Regions from separate parts of the Gossypium hirsutum genome. Here region 2 is linked to region 1. A link is a contact called in public Hi-C data. All regions are on one chromosome and are shown on one strand. Each heading gives the region's core, a stretch centred on a gene start, on an enhancer-like site or on the middle of the called end of the contact. The rest is flanking DNA. Distances are from core to core; before and after follow the strand shown.

Region 1 (4,369 bases), core at 521-3,020:
TTTTCCTAAAACTTTTAATTATTGTGTTCTTTCTTTTAGTTTTTAATTTGAATTTATTTTTTATTTTATAAAAACCTCTCTTTTATTCACTTTATTTGTTTTTGTTTAAGAAATAAAATTATTACCGATCTCTGTAGATACAACCTTACTTGTCACTTTCTATTGATCTCATATTCTCAAGTAGGTTTTATTTTTATAGATCCTAATAGCCTAGCAATATCAATTAAAATATATTATATTTTAAAAAAATTGTACAAAATTTGTAACATTTTAGAAATGGTTAAAATATGCTATTAGTCCCTATATTTTGACAAAATTTGTATTTAGTCCCTATACTTAAAAATTAACTCATATTTTCTTGATTTAAAAATCTCAATCCAATCATTAAAATTGTAAGTATTGTAAGTATTTTCAATAAAAATTATTAATTTGACATATTTGTTAAGTTGCTCTCATACGACGCGACATATGATTGACGAAAAGTTAACATGTTACATTGACAAATTTTAATTGAAACTACAAACGACAATTATGATTAGACTAGGGTTATTAAGTTGAAAAGGTAGGATGATTGAATTCTCTCACTTTTAAAGTATAAGGACTAAATCTCAAATTTTATCAAAGTATAGGGGCTAACAACATATGTTAACCTTTAGAAATACTCTGTTTAAGAAAGTAAAAACAAAATAATATAAATGTTTAGTTTTTATAATTTTTATAATTTCTATTATGATACATATAAATTAAGAATAAAAATTTTAATATTTAAAATAATCTTGAATTAATTATTATTTGTGACAATATGTTCAAAGTCAAATAATAGTGATGATATGTTGTTTAAAATTTTTAAAGAAAAATTATTATTTAAAATAGGTATAATGACAAGTTTAGTAATTAACGTTTATATCTTTTATCAATTTAGCTTTTTTTTGTAAGTTAAATTTGACTATCAACATTTTTAAAAAGAGTTAAATTTATCCATCAATTTTTCAAAAATAATAACTAAAACGTTATCTTTTTTAAATATAGCTCTTTACATGACAATTCATGTATACTTTATACTAATTTTTTGAACGTTTTATAATTTATTTTTATTTTTATTTTTTGAATATTTTTTATAATTTTAAATTATTTATTGATATGACATATAAGATAAAATATTGTCATGTCATCATGAAGTACATATAAATTATTATGTGGTTGTCATGCCAATATCATTAAAAATTAATGTTTTACTTAACATTTTTGTTACAAAAAGTAATTTAATTGTTTCTGAAATATCAATGACCAAATTTAACTCAAAAAATAAGGATTAAATTGACAAAAAAAATGTAAATTTTAATGCTAAATTTATCATTATGTCATTGAAATATTATATATAATGTTAATTTAAAAAATAATAAACTCTTATAGTAAAATTTTTAAATGAGGGTTGTTGATTTATGGATTATAAAATGTTTTATAATAATACTTAATTTATTTTTGTGTCATTATAAATTTATTAAATATTTATTATTTATTCAAATTAGGTTTATTAAATATTGTGTATTAGAAAAGTATTTAATTTATTTATTTAAATTTAAAAAATATAGTTTTTTAATATGTATTAGTTAAAAAAAATTTAAGTTAAATTTTAATTATACTTGCATGTGATTGGGTTTATGTTGCAAATAGAGGGATAAGACGGAAGAATATCGGGGCGGGTAAAAAAGTAACCGGTCCGCCCCGCCCATTGCTAACTCTAATAAAAGAACCAATTTCCATTTCTAAAGGGACTGTAATCTATCGGGTGCTTTGTCTGCAGCTGTCGTCGTTGACCGCAATCTGTAGCCAAAGTAACGCGCCATGGCTCGAACTTGGCTTCACCTAACTTCCTCCATTATTGTCTGTGCCCTGATCTGCTTCAATTTCTTCACCGTCGACGCAAAAGATCATCATCCACGGCCGATGCTCCTTCCTCTGCAACTGACCTCACGCAATCATTCCCAGCAGCGCCACTTGGACAATATCCGCCGTCATCTGCAGCAATCGGGACTCTCTTCTTCCACTCCAAACGCTCGCATGAGACTTTATGATGATCTCCTCTCCAACGGGTCTCTCTCCTATAAAAAATGTTTAGTTTTTTTCCTCTTTTTGATTTTTCGAATATTGAGTTTTTTTTTTTTGAATTTCCAGTTATTATACTACTCGGTTATGGATTGGAACGCCACCTCAGGAATTTGCTCTTATCGTCGACACCGGAAGTACTGTAACTTACGTTCCTTGCTCCAGTTGTGCGCATTGCGGCAAGCATCAGGTTCGGTTCTGTCTTGTCAAGTTCGTGCACTTCAACTTTCCCAGTTCTTAATTATAATTAATCAAGTTTGAAATTTGATGCCTTTGTTTGAATTGAGATTGAGATTATTAACTTGATCAATTTGAAACTAGCGAATTATTAGTTTAGTAGAATTTTAATTAAGTTAAATTGAGAATTTTGAGTCTTAAATTTTTATCGTTCGAATGAGAAAGTGAAGTGAGTTACGCTTTGCTGCTATTTTTAGAATCTTTGTCTAATTTCTTGATTTACAGATCTATTAGAGATTAATTTGGGAACTGGTGATTTTATGGTAATATTGATCTCTTGTTGCAATCCAGGATCCAAGGTTCCAACCAGATTTGTCTAGCACTTATCAACCTGTAAAATGCAATCCGAGTTGTAATTGTGATGATGAGCAAAAGCAATGCACTTATGATAGACGGTATGCTGAGATGAGTTCCAGCAGTGGTGTGCTTGGGGAGGATATTGTTTCTTTTGGGAATGAAAGTGAACTTGTGCCACAGCGTGCTGTTTTTGGGTGTGAAAATAGGGAAACAGGTGACCTTTATAGCCAACGGGCTGATGGTATAATGGGTTTGGGTCGGGGCCAGCTTAGTATTGTGGATCAACTTGTTGATAAGAGTGTTATTGGTGATTCGTTTTCTTTGTGTTATGGTGGGATGGATGTTGGTGGAGGTGCAATGGTTCTTGGAAAAATCACTCCTCCCCCTGAAATGGTGTTCTCCCATTCAGACCCTTTCCGCAGGTATCCTTCTTTTACAGTATTGTATTTGTTAATGCATGTCCTAAGAATTTATCTGGTTCTTGTTACGCATTCACTGTAGTTTTTGAATGTCTACAGCCCTTACTATAACATTGAGCTTAAGGAAATGCATGTTGCTGGTAAGCGATTGAAGCTACCTACTGGGGTCTTTGATGGAAGGCATGGAACAGTTTTGGACAGTGGCACCACATATGCTTACTTCCAAAAAGATGCTTTTGTTGCATTTAGGGATGCTGTAAGATCTAATAGCTTTGAGCTTCGTGCTAAATTGAGTTTGTTTGCTAGTCAAGTTCTCATTTCTATTCTATGATTAATATTTCTTTGTGGTAGCCAGAATTAGTGTCTGAGGCTTAGAAGAAGTTTTTGGTTTTGCTTGGAGGTTTAAAAGCATGGGGTTTTGTTGCATTTACATGTTCCCTAATAGATGAACGATTACTCATTTTGTCATTTATGAGTATATGACAAGCGATCTGTGGAGAAACTGAGTACAGATTCATATTAATATATCTGGGTTACAATGTCATATAAACTAGATGTCTGGGTTACAGTGATATAAACTAGCCATTCCTTATGACAACTGCTTTTTACTTTCCTAGCACTTGGAGATGCTACTTACAAGTTGGTACGATCTGCATGATTGTCCAACTTCTGTAACTTGTCATTTTCAGGTCCTGTTCTCTTCAGAAGTTTGAAGCATGTCTATTCTGCATATTACTATCCTTAAACTCATATGATCCATTTTTATAATTATTATTGGAAAAATGGTCATGGCACTTTTTCAAGGAGAAATAAAGTACTAGTAAAATATTAATTGACTCACAGTTATTTGCATTTGTTAAGTTATTGTGGAAGCCTTGAATAAAATTAACATTTTCTATGATTGTTGGGGATTGATTGTGGTCTAGCCATTTGGGATTTAGCATCCCGTGAACTGTTGCTTGGTCAGTTGCCTCCATCTTGAAAATTATGGCAGCAACGATGATTAATCTGTTTTGTACTTGCTACAACTCAAAATATTATCTGAGCTTACTTGTAGCTGTCTTAAGCTCCTTAGGTTTAACCTTCATTAACATAGAAATCAGCATTTGCACACCTGCATGGTAATGTCCAGACCTTTTCTTCATGATTATTTGGCTATGTTAATGCAGATCCTAAGGGAAGTTCATTCTCTCAAAAGGGTCCGTGGTCCTGACCCTAATTATGATGATATATGCTTTTCTGGTGCTGGAAGGTGTTGCCAATAACTTTTTCATTTTATATGAAATGCTGGAATTTCTAGTCTTCCATCC
Region 2 (4,369 bases), core at 937-3,436, 580 kb before region 1:
AGGAGTAGACTATGTCTATTTATAGGCTTGTAAAATCATATTCTAATAGGATTGTAGTAAGATTGAAACACCTTATTCTAATCAATATCAAATAGATGGAGTTTAATAAGGTTTAAAAAATCTTATTCTAAAATAAAATAAAAGAAGTGTAGTTCTATATGATTTTTACTTTTATTTTATTTTACCACTGTATTTTATTTAAATAATGATTCAAGTCACTTAATTCTAACAAATAGAATAGGGAAAAGAATACTCATAAATTTATTAATGGAAATGCTCGCATCTAGAACAATCTCTACTCACAATTGTCTAACTTTGGAATAGAAATCTTCAGATTAAGCAAACATAAAAGAAAACTAAAAACCTAAATCAAAGGTATGAAAAACTTTTTGAACCCTTGTAATATGTTGTTTTGAGCTATTATTTATATATTACATGTATTATGACCAAATTAGGTCAAACAAAGGTTGAGTTACAAGTTATTTAAGGTTGTGCAAACAAAAACACCCATGCAATAATTTTGGGTTTCGTCAGATTAGCGTCGCGACATTGCACGCCGAATGCTCCCCCTCTTTGTTTGAAGTAGGGTGTCGTGATATTAAGTGGTGGTTGTTGCAACATCGATGGTTGTATATTCCCCTTTTGATTCGAACTTCATTGTCGCGACATCCTCTCTAAATGTTGCAACAACCGGAGCAGTCCGCTGATTTATCGACCTAAAGTGTCGCCCTGTACTCTCAATTAACTTATTAGTTCTTCTTTAGGCTCTAAAATTACATAATCGTTTTAAATCATTGATTATTTTTATAGAAAAATATTTAAATAAATTTTTCTATAAACTTTTTAACTAAAATTTCAATGAAATTTTTAACCATTCTAGTTTTGTTTTTGAATATGTGTGAATTAAAGAGAGTTGACACAAGCTATTTATACGAGCATGTGTATATTAGATTGATAATTATTTTATATTTGAAAATCTTTTGAACTCATTTATTTGCTGGTAATTTTTATATGCATATATTAAATATTAGAAAAACGATAAATTTAAAATAATTTATGAAAAAAATGAATATCAATATGCCATCAGAATAATTGAATAAGATCCAACCTAAAACTAATAATGAATGGTGTTAAGAAAAAGGTATCCAAAGTTTAGGTAACCTAATGAGGCTTTTAATTTGAAGTTACTTGTGATGCACATAATTTATTTAAATTAAAAGTGCATAAGGATATAAACCCAATTTAGCATTTTTATATAAGCAAACAGCTCCATCCACATGTCTAAATATAATATAAATTTAATTGTATGAATTTTGTGAAAAATATTTGATTCAGTTTTTATATTTATGTTGATAAGTTGTTTTATAAGAATATAATAAAATAAATATTTCAATTAAATACTAACATAAAAATAATAAAATTAAAAGAAGTGGAAGTGGGGCCTTCTTTTCCAAATTGCATTTTTTACAAGAGTATTGATGGTGCAATTTAGTGGCTCCAAACATGCACATCACAACAAAAGGAAACCCAAAAAACACGAATTTAATTAACTGCCACAGAATCAGTAAAAAAGAATACAGAGAGGCCCATTTCTGGGTTCTTTTTCTTCTTTTTGTGCCATTTCTTCTTTCCTGGGTTAGCTTTTCGTCAATTTTATTTCTTTAATTTATTAGAACATATAATAGAGGTCTGTGATCACAAATGAGTATGTATTGCTTGTTTCATTGATTTTTTTTTTTTTGGTTCAGAACTTGTTTGATTTTATATACAATTTATAAACTATTGGGGAAGTAATATTAGAACATCATCTTTTAAAAATTAAAATTATGGGAAAACAAAACGAATTTAGTAAGAAAAAGATAGGTTAACTTTTGCTATTAGATCTTCTACTTTATGAAAGTTGTGAATTTAATTTTTATATTTTTTATTTGATCTATTTTAGTCCGAATCAGTACATAATTTTAGTCCCAAAAATAATTATATTTATTCAAATTAGATTATTTCAAACTTCTATATTTTCCAAATGTTAAATTTTGACAATTAAAATTTTATAAATTGACATAATATTATTCATAATAATATATTTAAAACATAACTTTAGTAAACTTCTACAGATAACAGAGAACGATAACAAAAAAAAATGTAGGATACAAATAACAAAGTGGTTTTTACTTTTAGAAATGGCATATATGATTCCAATCACGCGGCTTATGTGCTGTGGGGGAGTGGAATTACTTATATCGAACCTTTATAAAATAATACTCTTACCACAGAGGATGATGGCGTGGTCATCCCTGTTTATCGACCATATCCTGAGCACAATCATGAAATTTTCATCCTCATAATACGTGGTTTTAGGAGCACTTATCTATCTTTCTTTTTTTTTTTTAAATTTTTAACCAAAACCCAGAAAAAAATGGAGCTAAAAGGGGTAGAGCTGTAAAGATAAGGACAAAGACGAAACTCCATGAAGGTCATAATAAGAAACAGAGGAACATGGGAAATTGAGATTTGCAGTAAGCAAAAAAGTAGGATAAAAAGGGGAAGAGTGTTACGAAAGTTCTTTTCCTTTTTCTTTTACATGACGATTTTTTATGTGAAGGCTAGGGAAAATGACAGTAGTTGTTATCACTGCAGTTAAACTTTCTGCTTTGTATACTTCTATGGTTATGCTATCCCATTCCCTCTCATTCCTCAACTACCCTTCCCTCTTCTACAGTTTCTTCTTTATTTTTTCTTACATTTCCGAACAACAGCAGCAGCAACCCATTGTCCATGAGAAGGGTTTTTTTACAAGGAAAAGAAGAAAATAAATATTTTACTTTTTGGGGTTTTCTTCTTCTCTCTCTTTGTGGAATTTTCTTTTAGCTGTTTCGTATGGAAGTTGGTGGAGGTTCAGAGGAATGTTGTGTTAAGGTTGCGGTTCATGTAAGACCACTTATCGGTGATGAGAAGGTTCAAGGTTGTAAAGACTGCGTTACTGTCATCCCAGGAAAACCTCAGGTACTGTCACTTATTAATGCAGACCTTAATTCTTTTAAGTGCTTTCAAATGGATGATTTTGGGGTTAATTTGAAGTATTTGGAGATCTGGATCTTTTGGATGCTTGAATGATTGATCAATCAGAATTAACTAATGGATATTTTGCTATGCTGCAGGTACAAATTGGGACACATTCCTTTACATTTGATCATGTGTATGGGAGCACCAGTTCTCCTTCTTGGATGTTTGAGGAATGCATTGTGCCACTTGTTGATGGCTTATTCTTAGGATATAATGCTACTGTTCTTGCTTATGGTCAGGTACAGCTGAATCTCTCACAACACACACCTAAATATTGCTGTTTTTGTTTTCCTTCCAATTGAAGTTTGAAAAATTATTTCAGACTGGATCAGGTAAAACATATACTATGGGCACAGGCTTCAAAGATGGCTCTCAAACAGGAATCATTCCTCAAGTAATGAATGCTTTGTTCAGCAAGATTGAAAATCTAAAACATCAAATCGAATTTCAATTGCATGTGTCCTTCATTGAGGTTTGTTAAAGAACCAAACATTTCATTTTGTTTTTCTACTTTGCTGTAATACCTGTTGTTGTAAAAGCTTCGCCCTTCATGTATGAGATATCCATTTTATGAATATATCTTTTGGTTTATGTGATCGAGAACTCTTGTTTGCATCATTATAAGTATCACAACTGGCTTGACTAGCTCTTCCTACTTTGTAGACCTGACATGCATAATTTTTATCTAATTTTGATGTAAAGATCCTGAAAGAAGAAGTGCGAGATTTGTTGGATCCTACTTTTTTGAACAAATCAGATACTGCAAGTGCGAATACTGGGAAAGTAAATGTCCCTGGAAAACCGCCAATACAGATTCGTGAATCATCAGATGGTGTTATTACACTGGCAGGATCTACTGAAGTTAGTGTCAGTACATTAAAAGAAATGGGTGCGTGCTTAGAACAGGGATCTTTGAGTAGGGCTACAGGGAGTACAAACATGAACAATCAGTCAAGGTTTATTCATTCTCGGTTCTTGTTAAATTAAGTATTATTTAGTAATTACTTCTTTTAGTTTTACCTTTTTCTTGGTTTTATATGATTTGCTAAATGCAAATTTTGATAATTTTTTTATATACCAAAATTTCAGGTAATATGCCACAGTAATAATTTTCTATAATGACAAATTTTTTTGGCTTTCCTTATTTGGTTGTATAGTCGCTCACATGCAATATTCACAATCACCTTAGAGCAAATGCGTAAACTCAACCCTGTTTCCGGAGATGGAAATCCTAATGATTCTATGAGTGAAGAATATCTTTGTGCCAAGTTACATTTAGTAGATCTTGCTGGATCAGAGAGAGCAA

What was found. A called contact is a pair of places that touch in the nucleus more often than the background predicts.
Region 2: a Hi-C map of callus shows a contact between it and region 1, with 2.8 times the contacts expected there. The contact joins the promoter of LOC107922148 here to the promoter of LOC107922303 in region 1. A contact is called at or near these places in 2 of 34 Hi-C or Micro-C datasets (callus and leaf).

The regions. Positions count from the first base shown.
Region 1 is chrD01:20,546,333-20,550,701 of Gossypium_hirsutum_v2.1, reverse strand. LOC107922303 (protein ASPARTIC PROTEASE IN GUARD CELL 1) reads left to right here and starts at 1,770. Exons shown (of 12, transcript XM_016852279.2): 1 at 1,770-2,093; 2 at 2,176-2,296; 3 at 2,635-3,062; 4 at 3,159-3,315; 5 at 4,229-4,311. The coding sequence starts at 1,846.
Region 2 is chrD01:21,121,924-21,126,292 of Gossypium_hirsutum_v2.1, reverse strand. It overlaps LOC107922148 (kinesin-like protein KIN-4A), which reads left to right and starts at 2,186. Exons shown (of 26, transcript XM_016852021.2): 1 at 2,186-3,003; 2 at 3,159-3,302; 3 at 3,386-3,535; 4 at 3,766-4,019; 5 at 4,221-4,369. The coding sequence starts at 2,878.